Linked DNA regions of Danio rerio: region 1 is linked to region 2. A link is a contact called in public HiChIP or PLAC-seq data. All regions are on one chromosome and are shown on one strand. Each heading gives the region's core, a stretch centred on a gene start, on an enhancer-like site or on the middle of the called end of the contact. The rest is flanking DNA. Distances are from core to core; before and after follow the strand shown. Region 1 holds the start of iqgap2 (IQ motif containing GTPase activating protein 2). Region 2 holds the start of ifngr2 (interferon gamma receptor 2).

The links. HiChIP or PLAC-seq counts read pairs in DNA pulled down with a chosen protein or histone mark.
Region 1: an H3K4me3 HiChIP or PLAC-seq map of embryo shows a contact between it and region 2, with 4 times the contacts expected there. The contact joins the promoter of iqgap2 here to the promoter of ifngr2 in region 2. A contact is called at or near these places in 4 of 18 Hi-C or Micro-C datasets (caudal fin, embryo, hematopoietic stem cells and 1 more) and 2 of 4 datasets of contacts at active chromatin or transcription factors (caudal fin and embryo).

The regions. Positions count from the first base shown.
Region 1 is chr5:47,036,831-47,042,894 of GRCz12tu, reverse strand. It overlaps iqgap2 (IQ motif containing GTPase activating protein 2), which reads right to left and starts at 4,763. Exons shown (of 38, transcript NM_001128340.1): 1 at 4,682-4,763. The coding sequence starts at 4,763.
Region 2 is chr5:46,850,475-46,856,350 of GRCz12tu, reverse strand. ifngr2 (interferon gamma receptor 2) reads left to right here and starts at 2,250. Exons shown (of 7, transcript NM_001077627.2): 1 at 2,250-2,595; 2 at 2,705-2,822; 3 at 4,404-4,561; 4 at 4,661-4,815; 5 at 4,904-5,048; 6 at 5,230-5,408; 7 at 5,628-5,876. The coding sequence starts at 2,547. The coding sequence ends at 5,774.

The DNA of each region.
Region 1 (6,064 bases), core at 3,514-6,013, 180 kb before region 2:
TTAACATTCCTGGGATAACAATTGAAAAGAAGGATCTCTATAGAGCAAAAGCACGAAAAGAGGAGGAAACACAAGGCACAAATTGTAAGTCTACATCATCTGACGAAGCGAGAGCAGATCATTCGCACATGTGTTTACTTGGAGTGTTTTGAGAGCACGGGAGGAGTTTTGTCCATGAACAGAAGAAATTGGCGTGTTCGCTCGCTCGTATTACATGAATGTGCTCTCAACTTATAATACTGTGTTTACGGCATTTGTCAGTGAAATAACGCCATATGCACGTACGTCCATCTCGCGAATGTACTGTCTTCTGCCAATTTCATCTATTTGCTGCTTTTTTCTCTGCGTATTAGGGCTTAACGTTACTGCGAATCGGGCTGAGCCAATAGCCTCGGACCTCGAGGCCAGAGGCTGAAATCATTCCGCGTTCAAAGTTAAAAGGTCCAATAGCCAGAGGGAGATTAATGACAACACGCGCGTATCTTTACAAACCACGAACAGGAAATAGAACTTCTGTATTTTTTATTTGTTAATGTCTTGTGGGCGAAAAATGTGTTCTAACGCACGCGTTACTGACTAAAATATTACTGAAAATGTATTAGTAATGCCTTACACTACTGCAATACAGGAAAAAGCAAGATGTACTGTAATAGATTACTTTTGTAACATATTACTCCCAACACTGTGTGTGAATGTGAATGAAAGTGTACGGGTGTTTCCCAGTACAGGGTTTTTCGCTGTGGCAACCCCCTGATGAATAAAGTGATTAAGCTGGAGAAAAATGAATGAATGAAAATAAATTTGAAAAATTTGTTATGTATAATAATAATGAGTGCAATGTGTAATAACAAAGGAATGACACAAGCAGAAAGTGAATTACTGAAATTGTATTTAATAAATTGTACAAAAGGCTTTTATTTGGTGATGACAGATTCAAGATCTCTGCTCTTTCATTTTTATTTACTATTGAATTCAGGTCATGTAATATTACTCTATATCGTGAAAAAAATCTTATGTTGCACACGTAAATTTTTGAGTATAGTCAATAGCCAATTTAACACGCATATGACATGTTTTGTGATCCAGGGTCACATATTCGTTTACAATGACGAGAGGCAGGGTTGCTTTCTAACATACTGAGAGATTTTAGCTGCTGTCTGGGCTTTCCATGCCTTTTTACAACTCCCTTTCTTCATGTGTTCAATAGTTCATTTTATTACACATATCTTAATTTCTAACTAGCGTAGTTTACATTGTAAATTGTATTTATAGATTAGTTGTTACCAACATCTGGGGGAATTTCAATTCGACAGCACTTTTGGAAACATATTTTCTGAGAAAAATGGTGACACGTTCAACCAAGAGCATAGATTCGCTCTTGACATTGGTGGAGACATAAATCCCTATAGGACATGTATTGCACAAATTGTTTTGCGCCTTTAAAACATGAATAAAGTACTTATTAATATAAATTAAACACTTAAACATACAAATAATAATTAATGAATCAAGTGCTATGCTGCAAAAGTCAATTTACATGATTTTACTGCAACCTGGCTTTGAGGAGGTATGAATGTAGAGAAATTTAGAGAGGTGTGTGACACAGTTGAAATGTTTTATCCTGATTGTTGTTTTTTAGAATCATGGAGACCAAAATCGAAACTGAATTTCCATTAATTGCACAGACTTGGTTAATAGTACTATAGCAAACTTGACTTTAACCCTTATTGCACAAATAGATTACTAAGGGTTGATAGAGCATTATTTTATTTTGAAGTTGATTAAATTATTGGTAGGGACATTTCAGCAAGTGGTGGATATTGGTGAGGACACGTCCCTTCCATCCATGTCAATTCTACGCCCTTGCGTTCAACACTTATATTACCAACACAGGCTCATTCTGAAAACATAGTCCCATGGACATTTCTGGAGACTGCAAATTATGTAGCCAGAGGTACGTATGGCTGGCTGCATTTCATTTTTTTAAACGAACGCTACGGGGCGGTATGATGCCGTTCCTTTTGCTGCTTACTAGCTAACCGCATACCTACGTTAGGAGGGCTTTCCTGCCCCAACTAGTATGTCCAGTTAGCTCGTCCTATACGTAGGTGGACTTAATATGCAGATAGATAATGACGACGATCGAGTTCGAGTTCGGGGAAGAGCGGTTTCAGAAATCAGGTAAGACAAAAACAGAATCCAAAAAATAAAATGAACGAGTGAACAACAGGGTGAGAATGTGGTAAAATCTGAAAATATGGAAAAAATCAGGCGAGGGCTTTTCTTTTTATGGATGGCATTTGTAAACCATCAGTTGGGTTTAGGGGAAGTAAGTGGGCAGGCGGGTCAATCGGTAAAATTGTTTGGGTTTAGGGAAAAAGGAGGGTGGGTCATTCGATTGGCCGGTCGCCCAGTCAATCATTTAGTCAGTCGACAGCGATTTCTGGTGGGTTTATGCGAGAACACACATTTGAGATACGAAAAAGCACACACAGTGGCCTTTCGCAGATTTGCGAAAAACAAAAACAGCAAAAAATACGTAACTCCCTGGACGTATTTCGCAGTCTTCAAAAACTTTCACAGGACTACGTTTTCAGAATAAACCTGGATTGCATATTATCCAGTGTATGTTCTTAAACATGTTTGGTGTTGCAAAAAAGCCCTGCTTTCTCAGAAAACAAATCAAACCATAAAAGCCAATCCATATTTATGCGATGAGTGCATGTGGATGATCCAGCATAGCCTTTGCCATAGCCTGACACAAAAAAAGCACCTCTCAAACAATTTTTCTCAAACAATGAGGCCAATAGTAGAAATAGCTGAGGGTGTTGAGTCCCACAGAGGACCCCCATATGGATAATTTTGTTTGTGTTTATTTTATGATTAAAGTTGTTGGACGAGACGTTTGTTGGTTCCTGTCTCTTTCTTCCATGAATTAGTGTGTTTAAGAGCTACTTATACACTAGCATCCCACACATTATCTGGAGCAAATATTTCTAAAAAGCGCAAAACAACAGCAAACAAATTAAAGTCAGTTGACCATATAAATCCAACTGACTACTAGCATTTCAGAAGTGTTATTGCCAGAGCAGCCCAGACAAATTGCAGAAATATAAATGCTTGCAATGCTGTGGGCTACTTGCAAGGTGCAGTATGCATAATGTGGTACCGCGTTGACTTGACACAGCGGTATCAATCAGGCTTTACCAGGCATTGGTGTATCGCAACACCCCTAAACATCCTATTTAAATCAGCAGAATGAAACCAGCAGCCTTGTCAGCAGTAGGAATGTGATCTTGGTGCCAGTGAGTGTTGACATGAGTTAAGCAAACTTCGTTTAAAGAGTCAACCGAAAGGTATCTTAGTCTAGATTTGATATGGTGGAGTTAATCTAAAACTAGCAGGTTCTGACACACAACCAACAGAGCAGTACAGATCAAATGTGTGTTATGCAAACAGCATCCTAAACATTCTTTATTGTTCTAGATGTGCACAAAAAGACACGGTGTCTCACAAGCGTGGCGAAATGTGTGCGTTTAAAAAAACGTACAAAGATAAACTCCTGAATCAGAATTCCTCACATATCTAAACTGTACTGTCAGGTGATTTTACAAAGGCCAGAGGTAATGTTTAACTGGAGAAACTCACATGGAGCTTCTCTTTGCTCAGGCCATAGCATGAGATCTAATGCCAGGGATACACAAACACCTTTCTGAGGCAACAAAATATCAGGCTGCGTCAGAGAAACACTGGGGAGCAGGTTGATGACAGAAGAAAATAGCTAAGCATGTTTGTAAGTCATTTAAGAATTTCACAGAAGTTTGCATGTGAAGTTTGCAAAATGGGAAGTTGGCTTGAAAGAAATATAACAAGCAACTGAGTTTAAAATAAACCGACAATCATATACACATTTTTTTTTTGTCCTCAGTTTTTACACTTCTCTATTAATTCAGTCTTTCAGTAACACTACTAACAGGGTCAGAAGAATGTCTGATTCTGATTGGCTGATGAACCTTCTAAGGCAGGTCTTGACCACATTTCAGCTCCATACACTGAATGACTTCAGATATTTGACAGTTCCAACAGTCAAAAACATATATATACACACAGGAGCTGAGCAAAAAACTGATGTCTTTGACACAACATTTTGTAACTGTATGGTAGCCTATTTAAGTGGAATAACTGACTACAGTCAATGAATTAATGCAAAATAATGCACACTGAGGCATACTCTACCACCACTTTGGGTGTCCATTATTTTCTGATCATTCAATGTCCTCAGTTATTTCTCACTTGGTTTATAAAAGTGACTCAACTTAGCACATGATAATCATGTATCTGCCTATCAGTGATTAGCTTGAATAAATATTTAATTTCCAGAGCCTTGAAAAACTGTTACTATACACACAGACACACATAAACATCAGATTAGACACATCGTTTAAACAACAGATTAGACAAAAAGAGATCCTAAGACAACAACTGCACCTTTTGTTTATGAATTAAATATTTGGGTACCCACTTCATTGATCATAGTTAGATTAGCACACTTTTGCCATTCTCTTTCTGTTCGACTGTCATCCCACTACTTCTCATTCAGAATCAATCCTCATTCAGCTTCGAAATGTGTGAGTATAATAGGCGTTTAATATCTGCCATGAAGCGAAGTAGCTGTACTTACATCCATATCGCGGTCTGAGAGAGTTTGCTCCGTCTTCATGGTACATCCTGCTTCCTCTGAAACTCTGCTGAGGCTTCACCATAAACTGCGCGCGGACTTTTTGACTCTCGCTGCAAGATTCTTTCTCAAAAGAGTAAATCAGAAGTTGATCTTTCTGTCATAGCACTGGCCCCCCAGTAAAGCGCCGAACCCATTTACAATGAAGCGCTGTCGGTAACTGCGTGTCTTCATTCGTCTGTCAAACCTGGTGAAACCCCCTGTGAGCTCGAGCTGAAACTGACACTGAATGACTCGGACGCGGCTCCACCTGCTGGCGCGGGACAAATCTCCTCAATTCAACCCAATGAGGGACCTGACCTGCGGAAGAGCAGCTGAGGGACATTTACGAGTCCTGGGAGATTTGTTTTCGCTTCGTTTTCACCAGTTTACAAAATAACTGTGTTGTTACAAAACAAAACTGTTTGCTTGTTTCTTTGTTTGTTTGGTTGTTCGGTCGGTTGTTTGTTTAAACTCGTGTTCAGTGGTTTTTAGTTTTTTTAATAGACCTACTATGGAACATATCCAATTTTTGTATTTATATTTTGAAAACATGTTATAGCCTATTCTTACTTTTCTAGTCAGCGTTTCATTGTTTTTTTATCATCATCATCATCATCATCATCATCATCATCATCATCATCATCATCATCATCATCATTATTATTATTATTATTATTATTATTATTATTATTATTATTATTAGCCTATTGTTACTATTGCTATTATAATAATAATAATAATAATTATTATTATTATTATTATTATTATTATTGTGATGATGATGATCATGATTATTATTATTATTATTATTATTATTATTATTATTATTATTATTATTATTTTAACCATTATAATGTATTTTGTTTTTGTTTTTTCATTGCCATATTATATTTGGTTAATGAATATATTTTTATTTATTCATGTTTTACATTTATTTTTATTGATATTATCTATTTATTGATTATATCTATTGATATTATAAAGTCTGGACAAAGTTGTTCTTTGTAATCATGTTTTAGAATTATGATAACATTATTATTTTAATACATTTTGCAATTGTTTTTTACCTTTTGTGCTATAATGTTATATATGCAAGAAATGCTTGATATCCAGCCTATTTTAATGCAGTGTTGACATTTTAATGGCTTCTGTTTTAAATAAATATCAGTATTCAGGACCCAGTTTAATATACTGATAGATGGTAATCTCTGGTTTTTATTAGAAAATAGCTTAAAAAATTACTTTTGAAAGCTAAGGACCATAAAATGTTCATCTGATAGGATGAGATGCAGCAATGTTAAAGATTAGCACCAATGTGAATATGCCGATTCTTAAACTTTAAAG
Region 2 (5,876 bases), core at 1,001-3,500:
ATGCACTAAATTCCAGGGGTTTCATTACCACGACGTAAAATGGGCGTGGCTCGGTCGGTGTTTGGGAAACGCCCCCTTAAAAAAAAACAATACTGAGAGGTCACCGATCATGCGCAGTACAGGTTCTTTTTTAGCGCGGTCATTTCAACCAGGATGATAATGGATAAAGAACCTACCGCGGTGGATAACGAAGGAAAAAAACAATCATACAGGTTATTTTTTGTTTTTATAATGTTATATTTTAAAGATTTCATTAGCAAAACCGGCTGACCTCGTTTTACTCCGTTTTTCTGTCTCTGGGCTTTTCTACTTCCATTTTAAATCAAATAATAATGGTTGTGGTAAGATTAACCGTGTTTTTGTAGTTAAAAATATGGTATTCGGTCATGTTTAAACAAATAAATACCACATTTTCTGTAATAAATCGTGGTTAATTTTTCTTTCTCGATCTTAGTTAATTAACATAACTCATATTTATTTTCTATTTTTATTTAAAGTCATCATACACAAAACAACTGGGATCAGGACAGGTATCTGATGTTAACTAATATAAAAGTGATCATACATGAAACCCCTGAGATCAGGACAGGTATCTGATGTTAATGTATATAATATAAAAGTGATCATACATGAAACACCTGGGATCAGGACAGGTATCTGATGTTAATGTATATAATATAAAAGTGATCATACATGAAACACCTGGGATCAGGACAGGTATCTGATGTTAATGTATATAATATAAAAGTGATCATACATGAAACACCTGAGATCAGGACAGGTATCTGATGTTAATGTATATAATATAAAAGTGATCATACATGAAACCCCTGGGATCAGGACAGGTATTTGATGTTACTGTATATAAAAGTGATCGTACATGAAACACCTGAGATCAGGACAGGTATCTGATGTTAATGTATATAATATAAATGTGATCATACATGAAACCCCTGGGATCAGGACAGGTATCTGATGTTACTGTATATAATATAAAAGTGATCATACATGAAACACCTGGGATCAGGACAGGTATCTGATGTTAATGTATATAATATAAAAGTGATCATACATGAAACACCTGTGATCAGGACAGGTATCTGATGTTAATGTATATAAAAGTGATCATACATGAAACCCCTGGGATCAGGACAGGTATCTGATGTTACTGTATATAATATAAAAGTGATCATACATGAAACCCCTGGGATCAGGACAGGTATCTGATGTTAATGTATATAATATAAATGTGATCATACATGAAACCCCTGGGATCAGGACAGGTATCTGATGTTAACTAATATAAAAGTAATTATACATGAAACCCCTGGCATCAGGACAGGTATCTGATGCTACTGTATATGATATATAAAGTATTTGACACAAAAGCCGTGGGATCGGGACAGGTATCTTAAGTTATAACAGTATTAATGTAATCTGAGAGGTATCTTAAGTTAATTTGTTTAATATAACATACACTGACTTCACATGAAACACCTGCGATCAGGACAGCTATTTAGTACTGCATATAAAGGTATTGGACACGAAACCCCTGCGAATACGTACAGGTATCTGAATCTAACGGCTGTTTTCACAATCTGCGCATGATCCGTGACCTATGCAAATTCACAGATAGGCCACGCCCACCCGATGACGTAGTAGCGGTTACGCTGTACTGAAACCCCTGGAAAAAAGTGCCTGCCAAAATGAAAAGTTGCAGGTCATCCAAATGTGGGTTGGTAATTTATTGATTTGCTTGTTTGTCAATCATTACAATATCTTTTTTATCTGAAACTGTGGTATTTTGGTGTTTTAGCAAGCAGAAATATTATCTGGCAAACATTCCTATATTAAGTTAGACCAAAAATACCAAACATACAAATGCATATTGTGTAAATGTTTTGCAGTTTAATAAAAAGTTAACGCCACACACAGTGATTTTAGTTTCACTTGTGGCTAGTGGCCAGGCCAGTGTCGAGAAATGATGACCGCTTTGGTCTTTACCGTCTATGGTTTTCTACGCGCTTGTTATCTCGCGATAAGTCGGTGTGACATTTTGTAGCCTACATATTTTCAACTCATTTTACACTATTTTTTATTTGTTTTGTTTTTCACACCTTTTAAAAGGCCAGCTTGGATAAATGTTGGGCAAATGTTGGGTCTTTGGTGTTCAAAAACCTTAACTCCAACTCTCGCGATGCTGCAAAGATACCGATCAAGCCTTCCTTCCTGATTTGAGGAGAACTTGAGGAACAGGAAGTGTGCATACTTCTGTATACATTACTGGAATGCAACGCTTGCCGATGGGATTTAAGCGTAAAGGAATGCAAAGAAAACATTTGTTTCTCGCATATTGGGTTTAAATAATGTTTTTGTGTTTTACTGATATAGCACGTGTCGCTTATACAGAATTCAGCGCATTTAGCAACACTCGCTTTGTTTATTGTAAGAGGGACAGGCGTATTTCCTGAAGAAATCAGCAAGAACGACGGTTTCTCAACTCTTGCAAATGGTTTGGTGAAAGATGTGGATTTATATTTGTCGAAATGACCTATATAATTCACCTAACGGTTTTCATGTTGATCGTCAATATCGGTAAGGACTTGAGATAGTTTGTGGCGTTGTCGGGACCGTTATATCTGATTATAAAAACATGTTACTTGTTTCATGTTCATAACTTATCATCTGTGTGTTTTTAATTCAGAGAGAACATGCTGCTTAAATCCGCCTCAGGATTTAAAGATAGTCAAATCACAGTTGCTGTGGAAGCCACCTGAAGTAGATGAAGATCTGCGGTATTCCCTTCAGTATAAACTTGACTCGTAAGTTGGCTTCTTTGACCCAAGTGACACACACACACACACACACACACACACACACACACACACTAAATTTATTATTCTGTATTTGTTTATGCACCTTTTATGTTTCGTTGAATCCGTATGATGTTCGCTTTTTCACTGTTACACAAAAGCAGAAGTGAGAAATAATGGCAATCTCTTTACACGCCATTTGAAAGATTTCATGCTTTGAAAGTGAATGGTAACTTACTGAAGGCTTGAGCCAGACAAAATCTGCAAACAGTTTTTGCTATTTCTGTGGAGAATTTTGTAAAAAATTGTGGATTTATGTGGAATGATTTTGGGTGTATGATATCTAAAACTTAATATATGAAATAAAAACATAATAGCTTTTTAACGTTTATTTAATGTTTACAATGCAAATCCATCTAGATCCATTGTTTTTGGTAAACATAGCAAATCTCTATTTAATATATCTACTAAAAGACAGAAAATATTTACAAACAGTATTGCAAGAATATCAAATGAACACTTTCATATTAGTCAATAATACTACTGAAATTAATAAAAAACTGAATAAATATCAATTTACACACATTTACACAAGAAAAGAAATAGACTCAATGATGGGCTAATACCTGCACAGATTCTGTGTGGGCCCTAGTATACTTGCAGCAAACTTATTTTGTTTTCATTCAGAAGTTTGTAATGCATGATCATCAAAATGCTTTTAGCAAATATCCCAACGTTGCTCACAATGCTTAAGGCAAGGATTCTCAAAGTCTCAAATCAGAAGTCCAAATCTAAATTTTCCATTAATGTAAAAGGTTTGGAATACTTGGTTATAACAAAATTGTATAAACACTCACAGAAAATGAATCAACCATTAAAAATGCTTTTCCATTTTAAAACACCATAATAACAAGTTCAAAAGGTAAGTCAAAAGTAAGTGCAAAATACAGAGCAGTGTGATGTGAGAAATGGCTCTTTGTTTTCCATCAGCCAACTAAACTTTTGTTTCATAGTGGCATTTGACATTTCCAAATATCTTAGTACAAGTAATAAAATAAAAAATAAATTGGGCTGGATCGGAGCAAAATGAACGCATACAGTACCACTCTGTCCAATCATCTTTTAAATATATGGCGCACTGGGCATCATCCAATCATGCCCAGTGCTCCAAATATTTAGACTTTAAAGTAATTTTAAACAAGGCAAGAGATGGTATTCCAAAATCCACATGTAAATTTCCTTGAAGTTTATTCTATACATATGGAGCATAATGTTTAAAAGCAGATCTATGTAGTTGTTTCTGTTTTACCTGATCTCACTTTGATGGACTGAACTGAAGAAGTGAACCAAATATTTCTGACACAATTACAATGGGTCAACATTAATTTCAATAGTAGGTGCTTGCCAGCTTATGCAAACCTTTTGTAAAAGTTTATTATTATAATTTTATTTAATTTTCATTTTTTGGCCTTATTCAGTTCCTCTTTGAATTCACCTGAATCACAGAATGTCATATCAAACACTTTTCTTGGCCTTACGTTATCCTCTGATTTAAAATTAATTTATACTCTACTGTTCCTTCTACTTCAGCAAAGCAGAGGATAAATGGTACAACGTGTCAAGCCATATCAACAAAAACGTTTTCAACATCACTGATGAATTTTATGGAGCTTTATTTCGGGTCCGTGCAGAGAAGGGAAACCACATCTCAGAATGGGCCATTTCAAATCGAGTCAATTGTGTAAATGGTAAGGATTGTTTTATGCGTTTATGCCTACCTTGCGTTTTAAATTCAACTATTTTTCACACTTGTATCTATTTATTTCTTTGTTCATCCTGTTTTACAGTAAATTCTTGTGCTCCTGTGGTGAATCTATCTGAGAAACCAGGAATTGTTTCCTTAACTCTGGCACATATGGACCAGAGCTTGGAGAAAGAACATGGAGAACATCTTCAGTTTAACATATCGTCCTGGAATGAGAATAGCAGAGAAAACCCTGAGGTCTCTTGAATCTAAGACATCATGCAAACATTCACAATTTTCTTTTTAATGACAAGAGTAAAGCTGACAAAGATTTTTGACCTTACAGGAGGATGTTGTAATAAATAGCAAGGATTATATCTTTAATGACCTGGAATCAGGGCAGATCTACTGTTTCCAGGTGGAGTATTTGCTCTACCATAAGCCATATGGAAAGGCTAGCAAGGAAAGATGCGTTTTCATCCCTGAAACACGTAAGTCTTGTTCACATATATGTATTGTAAATACACAAGCTGAATCAGTTTCATTAAGTGGTGTTTTGATTTTTAGACTCATCCAGAAGGTTTTAGGCAGACATTATTAAACACATGTAGAAATAACAGTGCTATGTACTCTTAACTTAAAGTCATATTGTGTTCTTTCATTGGTTTGCAGCTGAAGCAAAAAAGAAACGTGTTTTGATCTACGGTCCACTGATCACATGTTTTGTTTTGATGGTGTGCGGTTTCTGCATTTTTCTATTTTGTAAATGCAAGAGTAATAAAAGAGTGCAAAGTGTGGTTAAAGAGTGGTTCCAGCCATTCAAGCTGGACCTTCCTGACCACTATAAAGAGGTAAGCATTTACTTTTTATAATCAATCAAATAATTAAGATTAAGCATCTAAATGGTTACTCTGTTAAAATGGCAACCTATAATAATGAAATTTGAATGTATGTTCTCCAGTTTGAGTTTCTTGCTACCAGGCAATAAAAGTCTCTAGATGTGAAAGTGTGATCTTGTATTATTATTTCTTTTAAATGAATTGTTAAATATTTTACTTTTCTTTATGTAGTTTCTGTCCAGCGAATTTCCTGTTGGATTGGCTCCAAGTCCCAGTATTCCAAGCTTACAGTCAGATGACTTTATTATATTAAAGGAGAACGCTGACGTGGAGGAGAATGGGCAAGAAGAGGAACAACAGAAGACTGAAATATTATGATTGTTTTTATGTGCCTAATAATTCCTTTGCGATTTAACATAATTTGCTCATCACTAACAAGCTTACGAATCCTGATTTGACTTGTGTAAGCATTAATAGTTT